Regions from separate parts of the Mus musculus genome. Here region 1 is linked to region 2. Evidence: chromatin contacts called from public HiChIP or PLAC-seq data. All regions are on one chromosome and are shown on one strand. The core of a region is the stretch at or near the end of the contact, and the rest is flanking DNA. Distances in the headings are between cores, read along the strand shown. Region 1 overlaps Snx5 (sorting nexin 5). Region 2 overlaps Bfsp1 (beaded filament structural protein 1, in lens-CP94).

Region 1 (6,889 bases), core at 2,624-5,123, 410 kb after region 2:
TACAGTGTCTTTCCGACTCCCCAGGGAGGAGAGTTCAGTCTGAGGATTTTCATTTCAAGATCTGCATCGAGGCCTGACCTGTCCCTAATATCGGAGACACAGAGCCCTCCCCCAGAATCAGGAGCCTCAGGCACCCCCAGCTCCTGAGCACACCAACTTTGATGCTGTTTTATGTAGAGAATCTAAAAGGAAGGAAAAGGGCTTTTAGCCTTAGGTGACAGCCTCCTCTTAGACCCGGTGAGGCCAAGGCTAAGGCGTCTGGGTTCGAGGAAGAGCAGAATCTCACTCCCTTCTGGGGCTCCTCTCGTCTCGGTGTCAGAGGTGGCCAGGTTTTACATTATATGCCACCAGTTATCACTACTGAAGATAGCTCAGATGTACGGTTGCCCTGGAAACTGCTGCTTACATCATCTAGAATTTGGAAGGAGCCTTGTAATAGTAAAGTGTTTGAAACCATCTACCCTTGGGCACGAGCAGGACCCAGCAAGTGAGCTTTTGACCTCAGTGGCCCCCAAACTCCACCCCAAAAGACCTCTCTAAGGCATTATTTTCTGAACTCACACCCTGTGAAGACTGCCTGTCCACACACGTGCAGCCTGTTCCATTTTTCTCATCTTTGCCTGCTTTAGACCACCATTTATATAAACGAACTCTCCCCTCTTCAAGTTTTCTTAAGAGAAAATAGGTAGGATTTGTCTTTCTGAGTCTGGTTTATTTTGCTTGATACAATGATCTCCAGTTCTTGGGTTGTTTTTCAACATGGAATCTGGGGATCAAACTAAGTTTGGTTCTCATGGGGACAAGGTAATTTAACAACAGAAAGATCTTCCCAGTAACCATTATGCCCCATAACACCTCTCTCTCTCTCTCTCTCTCTCTCTCTCTCTCTCTCTCTCACACACACACACACACACACACACAGGTTAAGTGGTCAACTTGCCCCAAAAACATTTTGCTATCTATCCTTCTGAAATTAAGTCCTTCAATAGAGCATGCTCATAAATGGGCCAACTTTACATGGCTATATTCAAGCTCCCTGAATAGAGTCTGTTTGTTCGTATTGGACTACCTCTCAGGCTCGCCTCGACTGGCTATAGCTCCCCAGCTTTTACATCTTGGCTGTTCATGTTCTGGCTTAGTATTCAACAGATGCAGTCCAGTGTATTCTATGCCAGTGTAAAGCCCACACCTCCCTCATTAAACCTTACTGGGGTGGCAGCCATGACTACAGCTTCTTCTCTGTGTATTAGTGTTTTGTCTGTACACGTCTGAACTCCACATGTGTGCTTGGTGCCTGGTGTCCAGAGAGGCTGAAAAAGGGTGTCAGGTCCCCTGGATCCGTAGTTACAGTCCTGCAGGTGTTAGGGATCCAAACCCAGGTCCTCTGGAAGAACACAGTGCCATTAACCATTGAAGCATCTCTTCAGCCACAGCTGGGGCTTCTTGTGGACCAACTCCTTTTAAGTTCACAGCTCATCATTGAGACAGATATACCTACACTCCCGCCTGAAATAGGACCAGTGTCCCAAGTACTTCTCAGCAAGTAGGGACCAGACCCTTCACACCCTGGCACTTTCTGTACTTCGAATATAGAAAGGGACAAATTGCACATGGCTCACTGATGTCAGGGAAAGAACCAGTGACAGGAAGTCCAGATGATATGAACACTGAACACTTCACAGAATCCTATTCTTCGGGAGCCACTACAAAGGCACGGGAAATACCGTGTAGAAAATAAATAAATGCTAAACCACAATGGGAAGGCAGCAAGAAAAGAAAGGGCAGACTCCAGAGCCAGAATGCCCACACACAGCTCTGGATAGCTCACCTCCTGCTCCCTCCAACCCCTTTCCAACCCTGCGTACTTCCTCAAGAAGTATTTAAAAACGTACTCAGAGGAGCTGAGGACCTGGCTCAGTGGTAAAGTGTTCTCACCTCACATGTGTGAGTGGGTACTCAGAACACTGCGGTCTCCTGCTCTTACCACACTGCTCTTACGGGCTCTGCGAACCAGCCTCTCCCCTTGGGCAGCTGGCAGCAGGAAAGCTGACCAATCAAGCCAGAGACCAGCTTCTCAGTGGGAAGAGACAGCTGAGGAAGCAATGAAATTAGAGACCAGCACTGCGAGTAAATTACAGAAGTGAAACTGCAGGCCGGGAGCCTTTCATTAACTCAACCTGCTGGGAAGAGGCCCAGCTAAGGAGAAAGCCAAGGAGAAGGTTATTATATTCCTGGGAAAGAGGGGAGATGATTGGGAGTCCCATCAAAGCCTAGGGGTCCATACCTGTCTGTTCAGGTCCTGTCCCTCACTGACTGACCCCAAGGGAGAGTCCTAGATGTAGCTGGGATCTTGGGTCCTGGGGCCTAGTCTCTCCACCTCATCTTCCTCAGCTGCAAGATGAAGCTGACCTATCCCAACTCGTTGGAAGTGACACACTGAATGAACCAAGTAGTCTCAGCCTTGACTTTAGCTCACAAGAACATGCGTATCTCTTATACTATCAACCCTGCAGACACACTGGTGCCCATCTGTAATCCCAGCACTGGGGGAGAAGGTAGAAGCCTGCTTGGGCTACAAAGCAAAACTCTGGCTCAAAACCCACCAAATTATAAACAATAAAATGCCAATACCCAAGCTGTCTCCACTCCCACTGAGATATAGGTCTTTAAGGTTGGGAAGGATTGGAGGCCCTGATGCATGAGGGGCCTTAGGAACCTGAGACTGTGGTGAATATGAAATGTGGGTGGGGCTGACAGCAGGGAGTGTTGAGGACTTCCAGTTCCATTTGCTGAGTATAAGCCACTGAGCAGCAGGTGCCTGAAACCAGGACCGTTGCATTACGTCAAGCCCATCTGGACAGAGGTCAGATAGGGCTGAGTGGAATGGTCTGGCTATGTCACTCAATGCTAGGGGCTTTAGTTAGGAAAATATAAACAGCCTAGGATTTCAGTGTGCCTGGATCTGGCACTGGGAACATAGCTCAATGGTTGGGCATATAATCAACAAGCATAAGGTCCTGGCTTTCTAATCCCTAGTGAACACATGTATGCATGGTTATGCATGTGCACATGCCCACACACAGTGCACATGTGCCCCCAAATTAAGATGTAAACTAAGTTTTAAAAAATGAACTTGGGGCTGGTGAGATGGCTCAGTGGGTAAGAGCACCCGACTGCTCTTCCGAAGGTCAGGAGTTCAAATCCCAGCAACCACATGGTGGCTCACAACCATCCGTAACAAGATCTGACTCCCTCTTCTGGAGTGTCTGAGGACAGCTACAGTGTACTTGCATATAATCAATAAATAAATCTTTAAAAAAAAAATGAACTTTAAACTTCTGTTCCTCAACTGGTGGTGGCGGTGCACACCTTTAATCCCAGCACTCGGGAGGCAAAGGTAGGCGGATTTCGAGGCCAGCCTGTTCTACAAAGTTCCAGGACAACCAGGACTATACAGAGAAACCCTGTCTTGAAAAACCAAAAAACAAAACTTCCATTCCTCAATTGCACTAGCTACCTTTCAAGTCCTCAGCATAGAAGTGACAGACTCACCAAATAAAACATACATGATTCCCAGCAAAAATTCAATCTCAGATCAAAGAAACAGTATATCAAATACTACATGAGAAATGCTAAAGAAAAATCTGGCTATTACCTAAAAGTCAAGATTGACAGTGTTTTGTATTTTACCCAAACCCCAGCATTCCCTCTAACAGCAAGGGACTTTGCTATGGAGACCTCAAGATGACTTGAAGCTGGGACTTAGCAGGGGACAGGCCTTCCCCATCTGTGGTTGGCTCCTCACTGAACTGCAGCTGGGCTCCATGAGGAAGTAACCCTAAAACGTGGTTTCCTCTGCTCTATACTTGGGAGTTGTCACTCAGCACCACCCCTTCATGGCTGGCACTCATGTCCCTAGAACACAGCCAGATTGAATGGAGTCCTAGGCTAAGCTGAAATCAGACTCCAGCCAAGTTGTTAGTGATGATCTATGACCTCACTTCCCTTTTAGCTCAGCCCAACAAGGGCCCTTCCAAGTAGCAGGTGCCCCCAGCTCTCGTCCCTAACAAGTGACAGGCAGTCTCATTCCTCCTATTCTGGGATTCACTGCAAGCTAGCAGTCTTCCGCAGGACTCAAGGAACAGGCCACAGTCAGCTGCACCCGCTCTGCACACGGCCTATGTACACACACTCTCATTGGCTTCTTCCCTGTCTCTACAGGATACTTTTCAGGCATCTATTCTTGCCAGACTTTCTGCCCTGTCTCTCATATCCCAGTCAGAATCCTTATACAATCAACAAATCCAAGGAGCCCTGAGGCCCTGTGGTAACTGCAGCTGGATTCAGCTGGACACACACACACACACAAAGCTGTCTCCAGTAAAGCTCTAAATTGCTTTGCAGGACCCTCCCTGAAGCAGCGACAAGGCAGATAGTAAGTACGAACCGAACTAGCCGGGCAGTGGTGACACACACCTTTAATCCCAGCACTCGGGAGGCAGAGGCTGGTGGATTTGAGTTCGAGGCCAGCCTGGTCGACAGAGTTCCAGGACAGCCAGGGCTACACTGACCTGGCAGCAGTTTGCACTCGCTGCTTTGGGCTATCCATCAGGAGTACAATTATTCCCTCCTATGGTTTTGCAACATGAAGGAACCAGGACAAGGACCCACAAAGCCCCGGGCCATTTCTAATTCCATTCAAATGATAGGAGACAAGCTGCAGTCAACAGTCCTAACAAGTGGCCATCTGCCCAGTGTTAGCAAAACATGTCAGGTGGAAACCTCTCAAAGAGATGCCCTGTCCCATTAATCAGACAAACTACTGCTCATGGGCAAGAACTGATAAACAATCAGAACTATCCTTTGCACAAAAACTAAAAATTCAAACAGTACCCAACAAACTTTAAAGGTTTGAAAGTCGGCAGAAGAATCTGTTCAAAAGCGCGTCTGGGAAAGCCCAGGGCCCCCCCCCCCCCCCCCCCCGGTTCAGTATACCCAACCCACAGCTGGAAGAAATCCAACACCCTAAGTTGTTTGTTTTGACCTGTGTGTGACACACAGGGCCAGGCCCACTCAGTAATATTAAAATATAATTTCCTAGGCCCTTGGAAACATCCCGGGAGTACTCCATGGGGAAAAGGGCAGAGGCAGAGCTCACTGGCAGGTCACTGGCCTAGTGTGTAACAACACCCTGGGGTGTGATCCTCAGCCTTCTCAAGGCACCTTCTATTCCAAGAAAGCAGTTGGAAACCAGAAACTGGCCCCCAAAGGGAAAAGAAGCCTGGGGATATTTGACTGTTGTGCTGTTCCAGTCAAATATGCAATACAAAGATGTATCTCAGCTATCCAAATCTGCAGGAAACATTGGGCAGCCCAGACAGGCAGAGCCATGTATTGAGGTACACTAGGTAGAGGTGAGAATGTCCCTGAGGCTCATTTTCAGCTCTGCTTCTCAGACAGGTCACAAGTCGTGGCTTTGAGTATTATTACCTCCCAGCTGCTGGATGAGTTACAGAACACAAGGGCCTCAACCAGGAAGGCTCTTGACTAGGAACTAGGCTTCCTACTACTCTAATGGTACTAGAGATGATTAGGTCATTTTTCCTGCTGTTATGATTGACATCTTAGCTAAATGACCTGAACACTTTGCAGGCCAAGACCGCCCAGTTTTGAACTAGGCTCTGCCTGCTCTTTTTCCTCTGCTGAAAATACCTTTCAATGGATATCCCACCTTACAGAAGACCCAGTTATCTCAGTCTCCAACACAGTGAGACAGGGGAGACTAACACAGGACTCACAGGGTGGAACAAGATTCACAATTTTTAGTTTGCTACTCAACATCAGTCTGATCTGGAACTGGGATACAAGCTGCCTCATGAGGGTGCTGTACACTTCAGCTCAATGGTCTAGCCCCTACAAATCTGTAGTCTTGTTCACGGTTGGAAATATAGAACTTGGACATTGTGGGCAAATGCAAAGACACAACTTTCCCAGGGATACCACTTGGGATTGGACCCCAAGTAGCCCACCTTTAAAGCCTCTTCCCTGCTCCTACACCACTTTGGGATGAGTTTGAGTTAATGTCTGGGATCCCAAGCACTCAGGAAGCCTTACTCTGAAGCCAGCTGAATTATGTTGACATCCTGTGAGAACCCACCCAATGGCAGCCTCGATAGTATAGGTATACTTATGGTTTCCATTCAGTCTGTGCCTGCTGGGACCAACCAAGGAACACTGCATAAACAAGTCTACCTACAACTGTGCAAGGGTTCAACCAACTAATAAGCTTCAGCTGGCTGCATTCCAGACAGGAGGTAGATCTAAGACCCTTACATGCAACAACCAATCTTGACAGAGGAACAAGGCCAAGGTATGATCACATAATCATGTGGCTAGAGTCCAGGTACCCACTACCACTGAAATGGAAAGTTGTGTGTGCCATTGTGAGCAGTCTAGGAGTGACAGGTAAGAAAACAGTCAGAAACCAGACTTTGTTGTGAAATCTTTTCTTAAATAAATCCAGACTTCCATCAATTTGTGCTATGGAATCAATACAAACAAACCAGTTTAGATAGGACCCACCCCCCCCCAAGTATTCATATACAGCAAACAGAGCCAAGACTCAGTCTTCAAACCTGGGACTGAGCCAGATATGTTGGTATACCATAACTGCAGAACTCCAGAGGCTGTAAAGCTGAGTCAGTGGAGTCCTGGGTTCAGAGCCAAATCCTGTTTCAAAGGAGTACTGAGGGCTAAGCACTGTCAATGGTTTGCACAAAGCCCTGGCTCAATCCCTAAGATGTTAGTAAAGGTTACAAGAGGGCAGCTAATGAACCCTTTCCACCTGTGGAGCTGCCAGCATTCTTGAGGTCTAGTTTTCTACAAAAGC
Region 2 (6,330 bases), core at 2,816-5,315:
AAGACGATGATGATGATGACGATGACGATGATGATGATATATCCAGCATGTTGGCTTTGTGGGTAAAGTTTCTTGTTACCAAGCCTAACAACCTGAGTCTGAGCCCCAGGGCCCAAACAATAAAAGGAAAAGAATAGACTTGTGAGAGTTGTCTTCTGAACTCCACACATGCATGCACATATATGCACGAGTGAACACACACGAGAGAGAGAGAGAGAGAGAGAGAGAGAGAGAGAGAGAGAGAGAGAGAGAGAGAGGGGGGGGGGGTGTAAATGTCCTGTGTTTTGTTTTGCTTCAGGGATGGTGCCCTGATCAAGCGCTGATGCTGAATCTCACCACTAGATGGCGGTAAAGAACCTTGATGAAAAAGAGGTCAGGGCTCATCCTGTTTGCCAATCAATAAAACCGTTTTCAGGTCCTGTCAAGACACTGAATTGTCTGTCATTCCTTGTCCGCCTGGAAGAAATTAATCCCCAGGGGACTTGGGCACCTGTGTTTGGCTGACTTGAAGGAGAGGCCCCCAGCTCCAATCTCGGGCTCTGTTCTTAGAGGCATGGATCTAATGCCTGTGGAGCCGCCTGGAGGACTTGTTACGACAGGAGTTGCCAGGCCACAGCTGGTCTGGATGTACCCGTGAATCTGCACTTCTGACAAGTTCCCAGATGCTGCTGATGCTGCTGGGCCAGGGAACTTACCCTGAAGGTCCTAACCGGGAGACATTCTGGAAGCATCGAAAACCTTAACCAGCACCACAAAGTAAGTTATTTAAATTAATTAAATTAATCCTAATCACATAAGCCAAGGAGGAGGAGAAGGAGGAGGGGGAGGGGGAGGGGGAGGGGGAGGAGGAGGAGGAGGAAGAGGAGGAGGAGGAGGAGGAAGAAGAAGAAGAAGAAGAAGAAGAAGAAGAAGAAGAAGAAGAAGAAGAAGAAGAAGAAGAAGCAGAAGCAGAAGCAGCAGCAGCAGCTAAGAGGAGAAGTTGGAGGCAGAGGGTTAGACCCAGGACTTTACACACAGCGCTGGCGTGGAATAGCCTTGGGCCAAGGAATGCACAACCTCTTTGACTAAACAGGGTCCTCCCCACTATAGCCTGTCGGAATTGACTTGTACCAACCACACACCCGACACTGTGAGCAAGTTCTCCCATAAGATCCTCCAGCAGGGGCCCAGGTGGACTACACACACACACACACACACACTTTATGCCACCCTGGGAGACCCAGAACAGAGAGACCAACCTGCTTGCCCCACTCCCTGACTTACAGAACAGTGTGAAAATGAGAAAATACGCAGGAGCCACGTCACATACATGGGCTGTGACAACCCGTGAAGGTGGCACACCTGAGGTTCATTAGACCAATTTTTGTTATTTTGTTAGACCAATTTTGTTATGTTCAGTATTTTGTTACTGAACAGTCACCTCTCTGGATCCTAAGAGTCCCAATCAACCAATTATGCCTCTGCTGAAAAATATATATATATGTGTGTGTGTGTGTGTGTGTGTGTGTGTGTGTGTGTGTGTATAACCATGTTTGTCATCATTTCCTAAATAATAAAAAATAAAACTACTTATACCCACTCACACTATCCTGGATGTTATAAGTTGTTGGGGTTGAGTTCAAGGCTATGGGAGAACTTCATAGTTCACATACAAGCACTAAGCACTTTGGAGTCTTGAGCAAGTGTGATTTTCAGTACCTGTGGGGTTGTGAAGACTAATCCCCCTTGGATACTGACAAGCGACTGTACATGCCCTGCAGAGCATCATGGACGTGCACTGGTCCACTTGACCACAGTGTGGAAGCACTGTGCTTTCTGTAGAGGCCATGCTTCCTGTTTGCATTTTGCCTTCGTGCATAGCAGTGGTGTGGCAGCAAGCCATGACTGTATCAGCCAGGACACACCCTACACTCGACAGGGTGCTGTGCTGTAAGGTTGGGGTGTGTAATAGATAAGTGGGCCATATAAAAGCCATGTGCACCTCAGGTTACTTCAGCTTGCTGCAGATTCATCCAGACATGACCCCTCGAGTCAAGGACACTGGATAACATATGGATAACTATCTTTATAGAATTGGCTTGCTTTGAATAATTTTTTTTGCCTTCAACAACATTTTATGAGAAAGGATCCACAAACTTCACCAGACTAATAAAATCTAGGGACAGGGAAGGGAACCTAGAGGAGAAAGTGAGACCCTACCTTAGACACAGAGATAAACTGCTAAGTCTCAGTAGTGTCAGAGGCTGAGAACAGGACCTGACCCAACAGTTATACCTCATGTACTCAGAAACCAGGCCAAGCCTGTTGTTTCCCACCCAATGAACTATAACTAAGAGTTTGAAAAACATGGGTTTCCAGGACCATAACAGGCCTGCACCTGCTTCCTCAGTCCCATGCACACATGCACAATACACACATCCCACATGCAGGCACATGTACCCTACATCAATAGATCACACACTTCCTATACATATCATGGTTTTATAGCCATCAAAAATATGTGTGCACACAAAGAAAGACAAACAGTCTCCCCCCTCCCCCCCCCCCGCAGAACTAAAATTTTCCATGTGAGGCTAGGGCCTTGATCTTTTTAGTATCTAGGGCTGTGTTTTTCAACTTTGTCACCCAGACCACAGGAAGTGACATAGTTCACACCATAGGCCACATCATATGTGTGCATTTGAGCAAATACATGTGTAGTCAAAAATATACAGATACATTTAAGACAAAAGTTTTCCAGGATAAACTTTGTATACTTCTCACTGCCATGCATTCTGTTACTTCTTATTCCCAGCGCCATTGTGTTGCTTTCTTCTAATTTTTTATAAAGACTTATGTATTTACTGTACGTATATGAACACACTGTCACTATCTTCAGACACACCAGAAGAGGGCATCAGATCCCACTACCGATGGTTGTGAGCCACCATGTGGTTGCTGGGAATTGAACTCAGGACCTCTGGAAAAGCAGCCAGTGCTCTTAACCCCTGAGCCATCTCTCCAGCCTGCTTTCTTCCTTTTTTGTACCAGTCAATTCTACTGAATTCATTTTACACCTGGTGAATTTCAAGGAACAATTTGAAAACCACAGTCTCCAGAACCGGGACTGGGCCTACACCCACTTCCTCAGTCACATGTAAAACACTTACACCATACACACATCCCACGTGCATGCACATATGCCCTACACAGATAGATGAATAAGTCATACTTCATATGAACATCACACGCCACACATATACCTGACATTACACACCCCACATATACACATGTATATACACATACATGCACACATGCAGAGCCCACGCACCCTTCACATTACACATGCATGCAATATACATATCATACACACTTTACAATATACTCTACATACATACACAGCAAATACACTCAAATCACCTCATATACTCACACACTACCCACAGACCTTATATACACATATACGACATACACCACACACACTATATACATATCACACACACACACCACATTCTCTACATAAACATTTCTCCATCTCTCCCTTCTCCACTCCCCTCCCTCCCTCAAAAGAAACCACGGTCACTGAGAAGTATCTAGTCCCTGAGGCATGGTTATGTCCTGGGAAGAAGGCATTTTTAAGGCCTGACTCAATTTCTCTCCTGTGATCTTTCACTCAGGGGGCAACCACTGTTCCTTGTTGCCCCCTTGTTGTAGCATTGTCTTCTGGGACTGCTGCACAGTGAGAGCTTTATGAGGGGCCCAGTGGGGATGGAAAACAGGATGTCAGAAATGGTGATTAAATGAGAATCCAGTTAAGTTTTTCCTGATGCCCTGGACTCTGAACAGTAGGCCCTGAGTGTCATGACAACCCAGATGCCCCGGGTTTTACAGTCAGAATTTTAGATCTTTTTCTCGTTTGTTCCTTGAGGGTACCTGTCTACTAAATGCCAATTGATTGGTTTGGGATGTGTGGTTACCCAGCTGTAGGAAGGGCAGCATTTAAGCCCGACATTCAACGTCTCTGTGCCCATCTGCATGGAAATGAGAGCGTGTGAAGCAGTCAGGGCTGTGAACCATGAAACCCACAACTTAAAAGGAAACAGAACTGTGAGCCTCACACTAGCAGACATCTCATGAGAGGCGAACACTGGTACAAGCCAGCCTCCTGCCTCCCTGCGGGCACTCTTCCCAGACCATCATCAATTCCAAAGGAGAGACCACAGGGAGAGGAAAAACAGGGATGCCCAGATTTGAGTGAATATGTGGTTAAAACCCTGGTGTGTGTGTGTGTGTGTGTGTGTGTGTGTGTGTTTTCTAAATGTTAACAGGCTTGACAAAGGCAAAGTGATCCATGATGAGATGTGTTATTTTCCTTGGTAGAAGAGATGTGACTCAATGGAGACAAGAGAAGAGCCACCATGAGGCTGGGTGTCCACGTGTCCCTGTCTCCATCCCTGTCATCCTATGTCCCAGAACTCTTCTTAGCAGAATGCTAAAACACACATTCCGGGAAATCTCAGCCCAGGGCAAAGCAAGGTGTTTGTTCCCCTGCTCAGAATGCTGTGGTGCAGGGCACACGGGTGTGCTGAGTCTGTACACCACAGAACTGGACACCTCTGCCTTCATGTGTCGGTTCAATAAGATACGCCGAAGATGGATCATACCTGGGCCTGCAGCTCAGCTTTCTGTGCCTGCAGGTGGGTGACTGCCTCTCGGCCCTCCTCCAGCTGGTTCTGCAGGGCAGCCACTTCCCGTTCTGTGAACAGCTTCTCCTGCATGAGGAGGCCAGACTGAGATTCAGACAAAGAAGTGCAAAGATAAAAGAGACAATGAAGGAGTAAGAACCCTTCTTTGTATCCCCCCAAGCTCATGTGCCAATCCCCGATCTGCTAAGGCATTGGTGAGTGGAAACCTATGGAAGGTGATTAGGGTCATGAAAACGGAGCTCCGTTAGGACTTAGTGCTAATGAGAAGACGAAGAGGTAACGGAGACCTACCCCTGTCCCCCAACCACCACCACATGGCACACAGTGAGGAAGAATCTGCAACAGGTACCAATTCTGCCAGCACCTTGATCTTGGACTTCCAGTCTCCAGAGCTCTGAGCAATAAACTAAGGAGTCCTGTTCCAACTGCCCAAGCTGACCCAAACAGGCCCACAGTGGCCACTGTCTGAACCATTAACTGCTCAAGAGGAAAAGCTCAGACAACAAAGAGCAAGAGAGCCAAGCATAGACCTATTTGTGCCACAGACTGGCTAGCCAGACAGATATTTGACTTTCAAAGCCTCCGTTTTCCCTTTTGTGAAAAGACCACTGTGGAATGCAGATGCTCATTTGGCTAAGGGTTCTGTGCCTATGAAGATGAAAATCATTTTGTTCTCTGAGCCATCAGCTATGCCACAGTGCCAAGCAGAAACCATCTAGCCCCAAAAGGTGAAAGGCAAGAAGAGGCCTGATGAAGCCGAGACACTGATGATCAGTGGGGCAGTCCAGAAGGAAACCCCCTTCCAGCCTGTCCACAATCTGTCATGGCTTGCCTCTCCACCTATTCAAAAATACCAGTGATTCTTAAAGGCTAACTGTTCAGGAGCCCTGCCTGCAACACAGAGGACACTGCCTCAAAACCCTAGAAACCCAAACCTGAGTCTATACCAAGTGCTTTCCATGTTCAAGCCACATACAGAAGGCAGCCCCTGCCCACCAATACCTCACAAGGAACTGCTATAGTGTAGATCTCCAGGGTTCGTGTGTTGAAGGCTTGGTCATTATCATATAGAATTGTGGAAAGAGGGTGAAGCCTTTAGAAGGGGGTCCTAGTGTGTGGGACCGTGAAAGGTAGCCTGGTCCCCGGTTGAGCTAAGGCTTGAAACCCCAGAGACCCTGAAGGGAAGGTAGGTATTTCACCGGTTACTGGGCACCAGGCCCCTGTCACTTGTCATAGCTCCTAATAGATTTATGGCCATAGGTCATGTAAGGGCAATGCCCCAAGCCCCTCTACTTATAGAGGACGTGACCTGTGGTCACATAGGTTCAAGACAGATCTCCATTTTAATGAGGTACCTAGAGGACTGGAGGGCTTAGCCAATTCACTTTCCTTCCCAGACACTCCTCCCTACAAAAGTTGTTTAACCTCAGGCCCGCCCTGAGAAGTAGAGTATGGTTTTACTCATCCACTTTTTATTTATGACAATAAATATCTTAAAAACATGGACTCTCTTTTCTTCGGGATCCACCATGGGGAGCCAAGGAGAAGGCTTTGGCCTATAGAGCCACCGTCTAATCTCCCGTAGAAGGCCATTCTGTGCTCCTAGCCTCAATGACCAAGCCTGGCCTAAGACTGCCACCCATCA

Evidence for each region. HiChIP or PLAC-seq counts read pairs in DNA pulled down with a chosen protein or histone mark.
Region 1: an H3K4me3 HiChIP or PLAC-seq map of the 230-238 cell line shows a contact between it and region 2, with 10 read pairs. The contact joins two enhancer-like sites. A contact is called at or near these places in 6 of 39 promoter capture datasets (the 3T3-L1 cell line, 3T3-L1-derived adipocytes, the C10 cell line and 3 more), 1 of 15 datasets of contacts at CTCF or cohesin (large pre-B cells), 4 of 484 Hi-C or Micro-C datasets (the 63-12 cell line, bone marrow-derived macrophages, cerebral cortex and 1 more), 13 of 115 datasets of contacts at active chromatin or transcription factors (the 230-238 cell line, acute myeloid leukemia, bone marrow-derived macrophages and 9 more) and 3 of 9 other capture datasets (adipose tissue, embryonic stem cells and liver).

The regions. Positions count from the first base shown.
Region 1 is chr2:144,243,633-144,250,521 of GRCm38.p6, forward strand. Snx5 (sorting nexin 5) reads right to left here. Exons shown (of 14, transcript NM_001199188.1): 14 at 6,491-6,889. Among named protein-coding and RNA genes, the nearest start is that of Gm26165, 15 kb to the right of the region's middle. Within about 2 kb of position 3,874, at least 129 of the 459 cell types and tissues checked have an H3K27ac peak or open chromatin away from gene starts, as enhancers often do. A contact at or near this core is called in the 230-238 cell line, the 63-12 cell line, memory CD8 T cells and 1 more, where this site is marked.
Region 2 is chr2:143,837,031-143,843,360 of GRCm38.p6, forward strand. Bfsp1 (beaded filament structural protein 1, in lens-CP94) reads right to left here. Exons shown (of 8, transcript NM_009751.2): 5 at 4,644-4,751. Among named protein-coding and RNA genes, the nearest start is that of Bfsp1, 23 kb to the right of the region's middle. Within about 2 kb of position 4,066, at least 31 of the 459 cell types and tissues checked have an H3K27ac peak or open chromatin away from gene starts, as enhancers often do. A contact at or near this core is called in the 230-238 cell line, the 63-12 cell line, memory CD8 T cells and 1 more, where this site is marked.